2 separate regions of the Sus scrofa genome follow, and region 1 is linked to region 2. Evidence: chromatin contacts called from public Hi-C data. All regions are on one chromosome and are shown on one strand. Each heading gives the region's core, a stretch centred on a gene start, on an enhancer-like site or on the middle of the called end of the contact. The rest is flanking DNA. Distances are from core to core; before and after follow the strand shown.

Region 1 (4,142 bases), core at 1,227-3,726, 82 kb before region 2:
TTCGTTCTCCCTTTGGTCCTAAAGGACTTGGGTGATTTTTACTTCCATGCTTTGTAAACAGGCTCTTGGAATATTTCATTTCCTTGGAAAATAATTCATAGGTGAATCAGCATGAGGGGAAAAAAACAAAACCCACTCACAATAAGATATCAAAAGTGCGTGATGTGGTGAGACAAGAAATGATTTTCTTTGTAAACCGAAATGCTGAGGTATAGAGAAACCAATGATGTATAAAATGAGTTAGCAGTGTAAGGCTCTATGCAGCAGAGCGAGCGTGCTGTACACACGGAGCACGTCCGGGATGTGGGTGTGTGTCGGGGTGTCAAGGAGTCCTCTCCATACGGCCTGGAAACCGCTATTACTCTAAACGTTCCTTCCTGGGAGCGAGAAAATGTGTGTTGGAGGGGGTCGAAGGAAGCAGGCAGAGGAAGGTTACAAGCTTCCCCACTCCCGACCCCCGCCCACCTTCTGGAAATACATAATTAAGGGAATTTCCTGCTGCAGCCACGACACGTTCGGTGGCCGTTTCCACGTCACTATTAGGGCAGCCGGGAATTTTGCTTTTCCTGGCGATGAATTCCCTACTCTTTCCGCGCGTCCCCTGCGGGACGCCGAATGCCGCCCTCCGCCCCAGGCGAAGTTGGACGGCGAGGAGGCTCGGAAGCCGGGCGCGGGCGGGGGGGCCGCGGCCGAGGGGAGGGCGCAGGAGCGTTTCCTGCGTGAGCGCGGCCGCCGGACCCGGTTCCGGAAGGCTGATTGCATCAGGTGTGGAGCGGGGCGCCTCCTTGGCCCAACCTGGCGGCCACTGCGCCTGCGCGCCCCGCCCCGCCCCGCCCCGCCGCCAAGGACTCCACCGCGGGTTTTCCTCCGGGTCGGGAAGAGATGGATCCCGTAGGGCGGGCGCGGTGTACAGCCCCGGGACCCCGGACTGAACGGGTGGCAGGGCCAGACTCCTGGGGAACCATGGGAAGCTGTGGGGTCCGAGAGAATAGAGTACCTGCGAAAAGGGGACCTGCCTTCAAGGCTGGTACCAGGGCCGGTCTCTGCTGCTGAGGGGCGGGGGCGGACTTGGGCTAATTTCCTTTCCTCTCTAGGCCTGAAGGGCATAGGCTTGAACTTGAAGGCTTTCCAGTTCAGAGCCTGAGTTTTCCCAAAGTGGGTTAAACTGCGGCCCCCGAATGTCCCGTCCACGGGCTGCATAGATAGATCTTGGAGTGCAGCGATACAGCACCAAGGCTGAGCACTTTCATGGATTTGTAGGGATTCCTCAGTGGCAGTATTGTTTTTCTGTTGGAAAGGAGTGACGTTATTGTTGGCCTCTAGGTTGGTCTCAGAGAAACTGTTCATGGGAGAAGTTTGGTGCAAACGTCAGAAACCCCTCCTCCACAAGGCATCTTTCTCCCACCACTCATTCCTTCCGACCCCACTCTAGTCTGCGCTCAGGGTCCCATTATACACCCTTCTGCACACACCTGGTAGATTTCCCCCCTGGCGCTCCTCATGTTTGAAGGGACATTTCGGGGGGATTCTTTAATGGGTGCCTGTCCACCTCGCTGTGCACTAAGCTCTATGAAAGCTGGGGTCTGGGCTTTTTTATTCACTGCCGTCCCCAGGCTAACTATAAGATCTTGTGGGTACTCAATAGATTCATGATGCCAAAGGAGAAAATAATGCCATCCCCAACCGCATAGAGTCCTCTTGCGAAGAATAGGGACTTTCCGGGTGTGAGTTTGCTGTTTGCAGAAGGACTGCACTCCGGAGGTTTGGGGAAGAGGGTGAGTTAGGAGGAGCCATTATTTAATAGCTACTATTAAATTACTTTTAGCAAAATCCATCTGAAAAAGATAGTAGGTGAGGCTGTGTGTTTGTGTAGTAGAGCAAGAGGTCTCAAAGTATGGCCCTCAGACCAGCAGCACCAGCATCATCTGGGAAGTTGTTAGATGTACAGATGCTTCGGCAGTACCACAGACCTACCCATTCAGAGACTGTCCAGCAGTCTGTGATTCCATAAATCCTCCAGGCGATTGGGATGCAGGGTCAAGTTTGATATCCACTGCATTGATGAAGAGCAACCCTAATGATGCTTTGGGGATGCTATTCACAGTGCCTGGGGCAGGCACTGATGACTATTTACTGAGTATCCATTATTAGAACCTTGCTTCTCTAAATTCGAACTATATTTAATATTCCTGGAAGTGAAGAAGAAATTATGCTTTCCCCTCCTGCAGGTATGTTTCTTCCTTGAGGTGATGCTGCTGTGATTTTCACATCAAGGAATGGTGTGTGTGTGTGGGGGGCATATGCCTGGGGTTCTAGATAAGGAGGCAGAAGGAAGGTCTCGCCTACATGTTGCAGCTGGATGGGCGTGGGCAGCTCTCATCTGAGGACATTTTCCTCAGATAAGGGAATGCAGGCATGTGGGAGAAAAGACTAGACAGGGATAATGTTACCCAACTTCCTTTTGCTGCAGACAGACGCCGAGCCATATGGAGGGGATACCAGGCTGCGTCGCATTGGGTCTCTGGCCTGCACTGCTTCTCTGCCATCTTCTCAGATGGTCAGGGGACCAGGCGTTCGCGATGCCCGGAAGCTTCTGCCTGCAGGGGTCGCACTAGGCGCGCGGCCCGCCCCCTCCTTCCCGGCCCCCGCCCCCGGCCCCGCCTTTCTCGGGATCGGCCCCCGGCGGGTCCGGCCCCTCCAGCCTCTCCGCGCAGCCGCCGCCAAAGCCTGGAGAAGTGGAATCTCGCCGGCGCAGCTCCCTGAGCGGGACTCGCGGAGCGGCACTGGGCATGCTCAGTTGCCGGAGCCCGTCTTGGTCTCAAGTAGGAAGCTCGTGCGCTGCACCCGCAGCTGATCGTGGCGCTCCGGGCAGGGCGAGACTGGAGCAGAGCTGCCGGGTGCCGGAGCCGAGGAGAGCGCCGCGCGCACCACCGGTGAGCCCCGCTTTCTTCCTTGCTTTTGCTCTGGACTCCTGGGCGGCCCGGGAGTGCTGGCGGGAGACCTGGGCAGCGGCAGCGGCGTGCGGCAAGTAGCCCGGGCGGCTGCTCCTCTCCTCCCGGCCCCCGAGGTCTGCGCGGCTGCTGCCGTCTGCCCGCTCAGCCGCAGCCACAGCTGCAGCAGCTGCCACGCATCTGCAGCGGGCGTCCGCTGCGGAGTCCCGTGCGCCCTGCGCCCGCGCCGCAGGGCCGGGTGGCACGGTGACTGCGGGCTCACTCCTTGACTCCATCACTCCCGCTTCTCGGCGCCCCCTTTCCCTCCGCAGCCGGGGGCTTGGCAGGGCCTGGGCGGGGAGACAGGATTGGAGGGGCTGCGCCGGGGTGGGGGCTGCGGAAGGGAAAAGTGAGGGTGGGCGCCGGCGGGGAAGAGCGCACACCCCCTTGCCCTGGCACTGGCCTCCGCTGTGCGGCTGGGCTCTTCCTCCCCGGGCGGCAGTGCGCTCCTGCGGGGGAGTTGAAGACCCGGCTGGCTTTTCTAGGGGTTCAGAGCTTAGCCGCTGCAAGATCAAGGGGGAAAAGTTCATTTCCCCTTCAGAGGCAGGGAGCGTTTTAACTAGAAAATGGCTGTGCGAAGGGGACCGAATCAGGAATCCCCTCTGCTGCCCGCCGGGCGGAATGGAGGGTTGAACGCTAGAAATGACATTTGTGCGATGAAAACATTGCTGGGCGGAGGGAGGGATGCGGAGTCCCACAGAAACAATGAAAGGTGATCTTGACGTCGGCTGAGAGATCTAGAACCGAGAGGTCGGGGACGAAGAGCCAAGGGGGCTTGGGACTTGAATTTAAACAAATAGTAAATTGGAGAAATCAGATCTAGAGTTGTGGCCGATTTGTAGTCAAGTTCTGCGCAGTTTAGAGCCACAACTGTTACAGAGGGTTTGTGATGGATTGAGTGGCCGGGGAGGGCCAACGTTAAGAGGAGAATAAGGTCAGTGTTGGAAGCTCAGACAAGACTGGGCACAGTGTTGTTTAAGAAGTTCCTCAGTCACTGCCTTTACCTTGCACCTGATAGGTAAACTACTTAAGGGGTTACCATAACATGATGCCAGCAGTGGTGGTTGAATCCCAGGAAATGAGGAAACTTTGTGAGGTTGGCGTTGGTTTGTCATGTGTTTTAATATTTCACTGATTTAAAAAAAGCAAACA
Region 2 (4,522 bases), core at 684-3,183:
GCTGTGAGTTAGTTGCCCAGAGGTGTCTGGCTGCTGAGGGAATCAGATGCTCCCAAGCAGCTCCTTAGAGGATGAAGGGAGAAGGTAAGCTTGGGACTTTCCTGACTTTCCCCTGCCCTGACTCTGCACTTTTTGTCTGGGGGAGCTCCAGGCTTCTTTGCCCTGCCTGCCATGGGAGTCCCGTGGCATCTGACCGTGGCATGGGACCGCGGTGTCCAAGTCTATGATGGTTTGAGATGTCTCGTCTTTTTACCTGGGAGTATTCATAGTTGAGTACTTTATGTGTCCCCCTCAGTGGGGGTGAAATCATCACCCCCAAAGATGACGGTACAAGGAGGTGGTGACTTTGGGAGGTGCTTAAGGCCCCAAGGGTAGAACCCGTGTGAAGGGGATTACTGCCTCATAACGAGGCTCCAGAGAGAGCTAGCTCCTTCTGCCGCGTGAGGACACCATGAGAATGCCAGCTTTGAATCAGGAAGAGGGCCCTCACGAGAAGGTGACAGTGCTGGCACCTTGATCTGGGATGCCCAGCCTCCAGAACTGTGAGAAGAAAATTTCTGTTGTTTATAAGCCACCCAGTTTGGTATTTGTCACAGCATCTTGAATGGACCTCGGATGATCATCTCCCTCCACCCACCTTTTCCTGCCCTTGTGTCTTAAACGAAGGGAGAAAAAAGTAAAGGTCAGCTATACTGAACCTTTTCAGAGCTGTGAGCACCAGGCTCCAGCTTTGCTCTGTGGGGCTTCTGGTTTGGGTCATAGAGTCTGGGTTGTCTGGAAGAGCTGACTTGTTCTCTGATGGGTGTGTGGTCTGGCAGTTCGGTACTGCAGTTTGAAACAAAGCAGGTCAGTTGTGATACATTACATGCAGAAAAGGGGCCGCCGTTTGAGCTTGAATTATCTTACTGAAGCAGATGCCGCTGGAGCACAACTTGGCAATATCTTTCAAAGTTTAAAATCCCAGCAATTTCATAAATTGGGTCACCTAAAACGATGCCAGGATATTGGTACAAGTTATAGCGTATTTGTAAAAAATGAAAGAACTCTGTAGATTGGATTTATATTATTTATATTTATAAATACTTGTACATGTATATATATGCATATATCTATATAAAATGAAAAAATAGTTTGCAGAACCATTCCCTTTTGCATGCGTATTTTATTTATTTTTTGCTTTTGAGGGCCACACCTGCGGCATATGGAGGTTCCCAGGCCAGGGGTCTAATTGGAACTATAGCTGCTGGCCTACACCACAGCCACAGCAGTGCTCCTTAACTCACTGAGCGAGGCCAGGGATGGAACCCACAACTTCATGGTTCCTAGTCGGATTCTTTTCTGCTGAGCCACAACAGGAACTCCCCCTTTTGCATATGCATTTTAAAGAAGATATATATACATCTTAAAGAAAATGTATTTGTATACATCCCCCCCCAAAGAGATGAACTTTTACTTCACTAAAAAACTTTTCTTTCTTTTTTATATTACTTGAGTTTTCTAACCATGTTCATTAATTCATTTTCTTTCCTTTTAAACTAGAATCAAGAGCTGGCTGGGCAGTATATGATCATAGACTACAACCATTCATTATGTTTTATGCAATTTATAAAATTTTAGTAAGTATTTTTTAAAAACACTGTACATTTTTTTCTAGTGTTCGTATTTAGCCTTTCATATCTGTTTGCCTGTAGAAGAAGTAGGAATTTTTATAGGAAGAGTGGCGAAATAATGTGCTAAGCCAGCAGCTGTTCCTTGGAAAGCTTATTAGTTAAAACATTGAGTTGGGAAAGAGAAGGAGAAAGTCAGATATTTATTGAATGTGACTTGAAGGACAAAGAATCCCATCCTGCCGAAGTGTGTCTGAACATGTACCCTTATGCTCAGTTTGTTTGCTGTAAGTATGAGCTTTGGACTGAACTGTATTTGCTTTTCAGACCACAGGGTGGGAGGTGGCCGCGGACGTCTCGCAAATCTGATTGCTAATCAGGAAAGCTGTTTGCTGAGAAAGGCCTGCCTGTTTGGACTAGAAGAAAAGACTTGATGCACAGATAGAGCCAGGGTGCCTTTTAAATATCTCCTGACTTCTGCATTCAGATTTTGCTTTTCTCTTAATTAAAACCCCTGGACATGAGTCAGAGGTTAAAGGAGATAACTCCCCTAGACTCTTCCAATAACAAAAACTCCTTAACTCTTCCACTCTTGGTGGGCTTCTCTGGAAACTGTCGTAGTCTTTTCTTTATGGGGTGATCTGCCTCCTTTGGTCATAGTTTGATGCGAATGGGAAGATGACAATTTTTCTTTTGAATGCGGGCAGTTGTGGTCTGGAGAATGAACCCACCGTAACTTACCTGTACATGTTTCAACCTCTAATCTTTGATGTTTTGTTTTTTAAAATCAGCAAAGTCATATAATTTTTCTAGTTTCAAAAAGGATTGCAGAAACTTTTTTTTCCCTAAAGTAGTTTGCTAAATAGCTCATCAGAAGCAGAAATATTCTTTTTGCCTCGTCTTTCCTTCTTTTTTTGTGTAGCTTCTGGACTGATGTCTGACCCTTTTACCCTTAGTCTTGGGAAGAATTATACCTTCCAGATTTCAAGGTATTTAAACCATAGTGTAGGAATTGTAATCCATTGGCAAGGTTAAGGGGACAGTTTCCGAAATACATATGTGTGTACGGATTTGATGCGTGTATATAATTCATTATGTTTATAACATAGAAAAGTTGGGACAAGTCTGTAACTGTTTGCCATGAATGAGAAAAACTAATATTACCTTCAGTAAATACTCCCCAAAGAGCCTGGTCATGTAACAATTCACAGTAATTGAATTGCAAACTCAAATGCCTACCATGACCTGACAGAAAAGTCAACAAAGGCAGAAAGGGGGAAAAAGGGTGCAGCTACCACTCAGCTATTCAGGAATGAGGGCCGAGTGGTAACTGATTGTCCAGTATTTCAAAAGAAGACATACATTTGGATTTTTATGTGACCGCTCCCAGTTTTCCAGTGTTGACAATACATTTAAAATAATTCAAACATTATCCTCTTGGATACTTACTGTCAGCAAGTATTATGATTGCTGCCTATAGACTGGGTGGCATGGGGCCTGAAAAATGTATGGCATGGCTCTTGCTTTCTAGGGACAGCCAGCTAGATGGGCCAGCGTGATGTGGTACCGTTGGTATGGTGTTAAAGACCACAGGAACCCTGAGGAGGTAGAACTCAGCATGAGCCAGACCATCCTGGGAAGACTTGGAGGAGGTGGGATCCTATAGTGAACCTTCAAGGGCAGAAAAGACCTTAAGATCTAGGGCAGTGGAGAGGGGCAGGAGAGAGCAGAGGAGGCATGGGATCAGAAGGCATGAGAGGTCATAGGACAGGGCTGGGCATTTGAGGAGAAGCTGGAGGAGCAGGTCTGTGCCCTGCAGAGAGCTCCACCGTGAGCAGGAGGTGCTGTGATGGGTCAGCATTCTTTTTATGGAGGCCCCTGCGGCATATGGAGGTTCCCAGGCGAGGGGCCGAATTGGAGCTGCAGCTGCCAGCCTACATCACAGCCACAGCAACGTGGGGTCCAAGCCGCCTCTGTGACCTACACCACAGCTCACAGCAATGCCAGATCCAAGCCACGTCTGTGACCTATATACCACAGCTCACAGCAACGCTGGATCCTTAACCCACTGAGCAAGGCAGGTGGAGGAGGCAGGCTTGGAAATGGCCATCAGAGACCCCAGGAGGGATATGATGGAGGTGAAAAAATATAAGATAGCGCCTAAGTTTTGTCTTTGGGAAGTTAGGAGACCAGCCACAAGGGCCTCAATCAGGGCATTTGGGAAGGGAAATGTGTTTGCAGGACAGCAGGGGAGGTGATGTGTGTATCCTACCAGACTGTCATTTCCACGAGGGCAAGGATTTTGTTTGTTCAGTGATGTGTCTCTAGCACCTAGAAGGCTGCCTGCCACGTAGTACAGTCCCAGTGACCGTGGAATGAATAACATCGTCGAATTTGGAGGTTATGGTTATAAGGTCCTAAGTTGTTAGAAGGCTGAAATTGAGATTAAGTGCATTTAAATGATACTGGTTTTGGTATTTTTTTTTTTTTTTAAAGAACTTTGGTGACTGTGTAGATGTAGGACTTTAAGATGTTATATTTTAGGAGTTCCCTCGTGGCGCAGTGGTTAACGAATCCGACTAGGAACCATGAGGTTGCGGGTTCGGTCCCTGCCCTTGCTCAGTGGGTTAAGGATCTGGCGTTGCCGTGAGCTGTGGTGTAGGTTGCAAACGCGGCTCGGATCCAGCATTGCTGTGGCTCTGGCGTAGGCCAGTGGCTACAGCTCCGATTCGACCCCTAGCCTGGGAACCTCCATATGCCGCAGGAGCGGCCCAAAGAAATAGCAAAAAGACTAAATAAATAAATAAATAAATAAATAAATAAAATTTGAAAAGAAAAAAAAAAGATGTTACATTTTACCGATACTATTCCTGGTCACCCAGCTGGTTTGAATAGAAGTCTTGATTTCAGTGTGT

The links. A called contact is a pair of places that touch in the nucleus more often than the background predicts.
Region 1: a contact with region 2 is called in a Hi-C map of fetal liver, with 2.2 times the contacts expected there. The contact joins the promoter of APBB2 here to the enhancer-like site in region 2. A contact is called at or near these places in 3 of 5 promoter capture datasets (fetal liver, fetal skeletal muscle and liver), 16 of 47 Hi-C or Micro-C datasets (adipocytes, embryonic fibroblasts, fetal liver and 8 more) and 1 of 2 datasets of contacts at active chromatin or transcription factors (skeletal muscle).

What each region holds. Positions count from the first base shown.
Region 1 is chr8:32,300,571-32,304,712 of Sscrofa11.1, reverse strand. It overlaps APBB2 (amyloid beta A4 precursor protein-binding family B member 2), which reads left to right and starts at 2,476. Exons shown (of 18, transcript XM_021101154.1): 1 at 2,476-2,933.
Region 2 is chr8:32,217,957-32,222,478 of Sscrofa11.1, reverse strand. All of the region lies in intron 2 of APBB2 (amyloid beta A4 precursor protein-binding family B member 2), which reads left to right. Among named protein-coding and RNA genes, the nearest start is that of APBB2, 82 kb to the left of the region's middle. Within about 2 kb of position 1,933, at least 9 of the 83 cell types and tissues checked have an H3K27ac peak or open chromatin away from gene starts, as enhancers often do. A contact at or near this core is called in fetal liver, where this site is marked.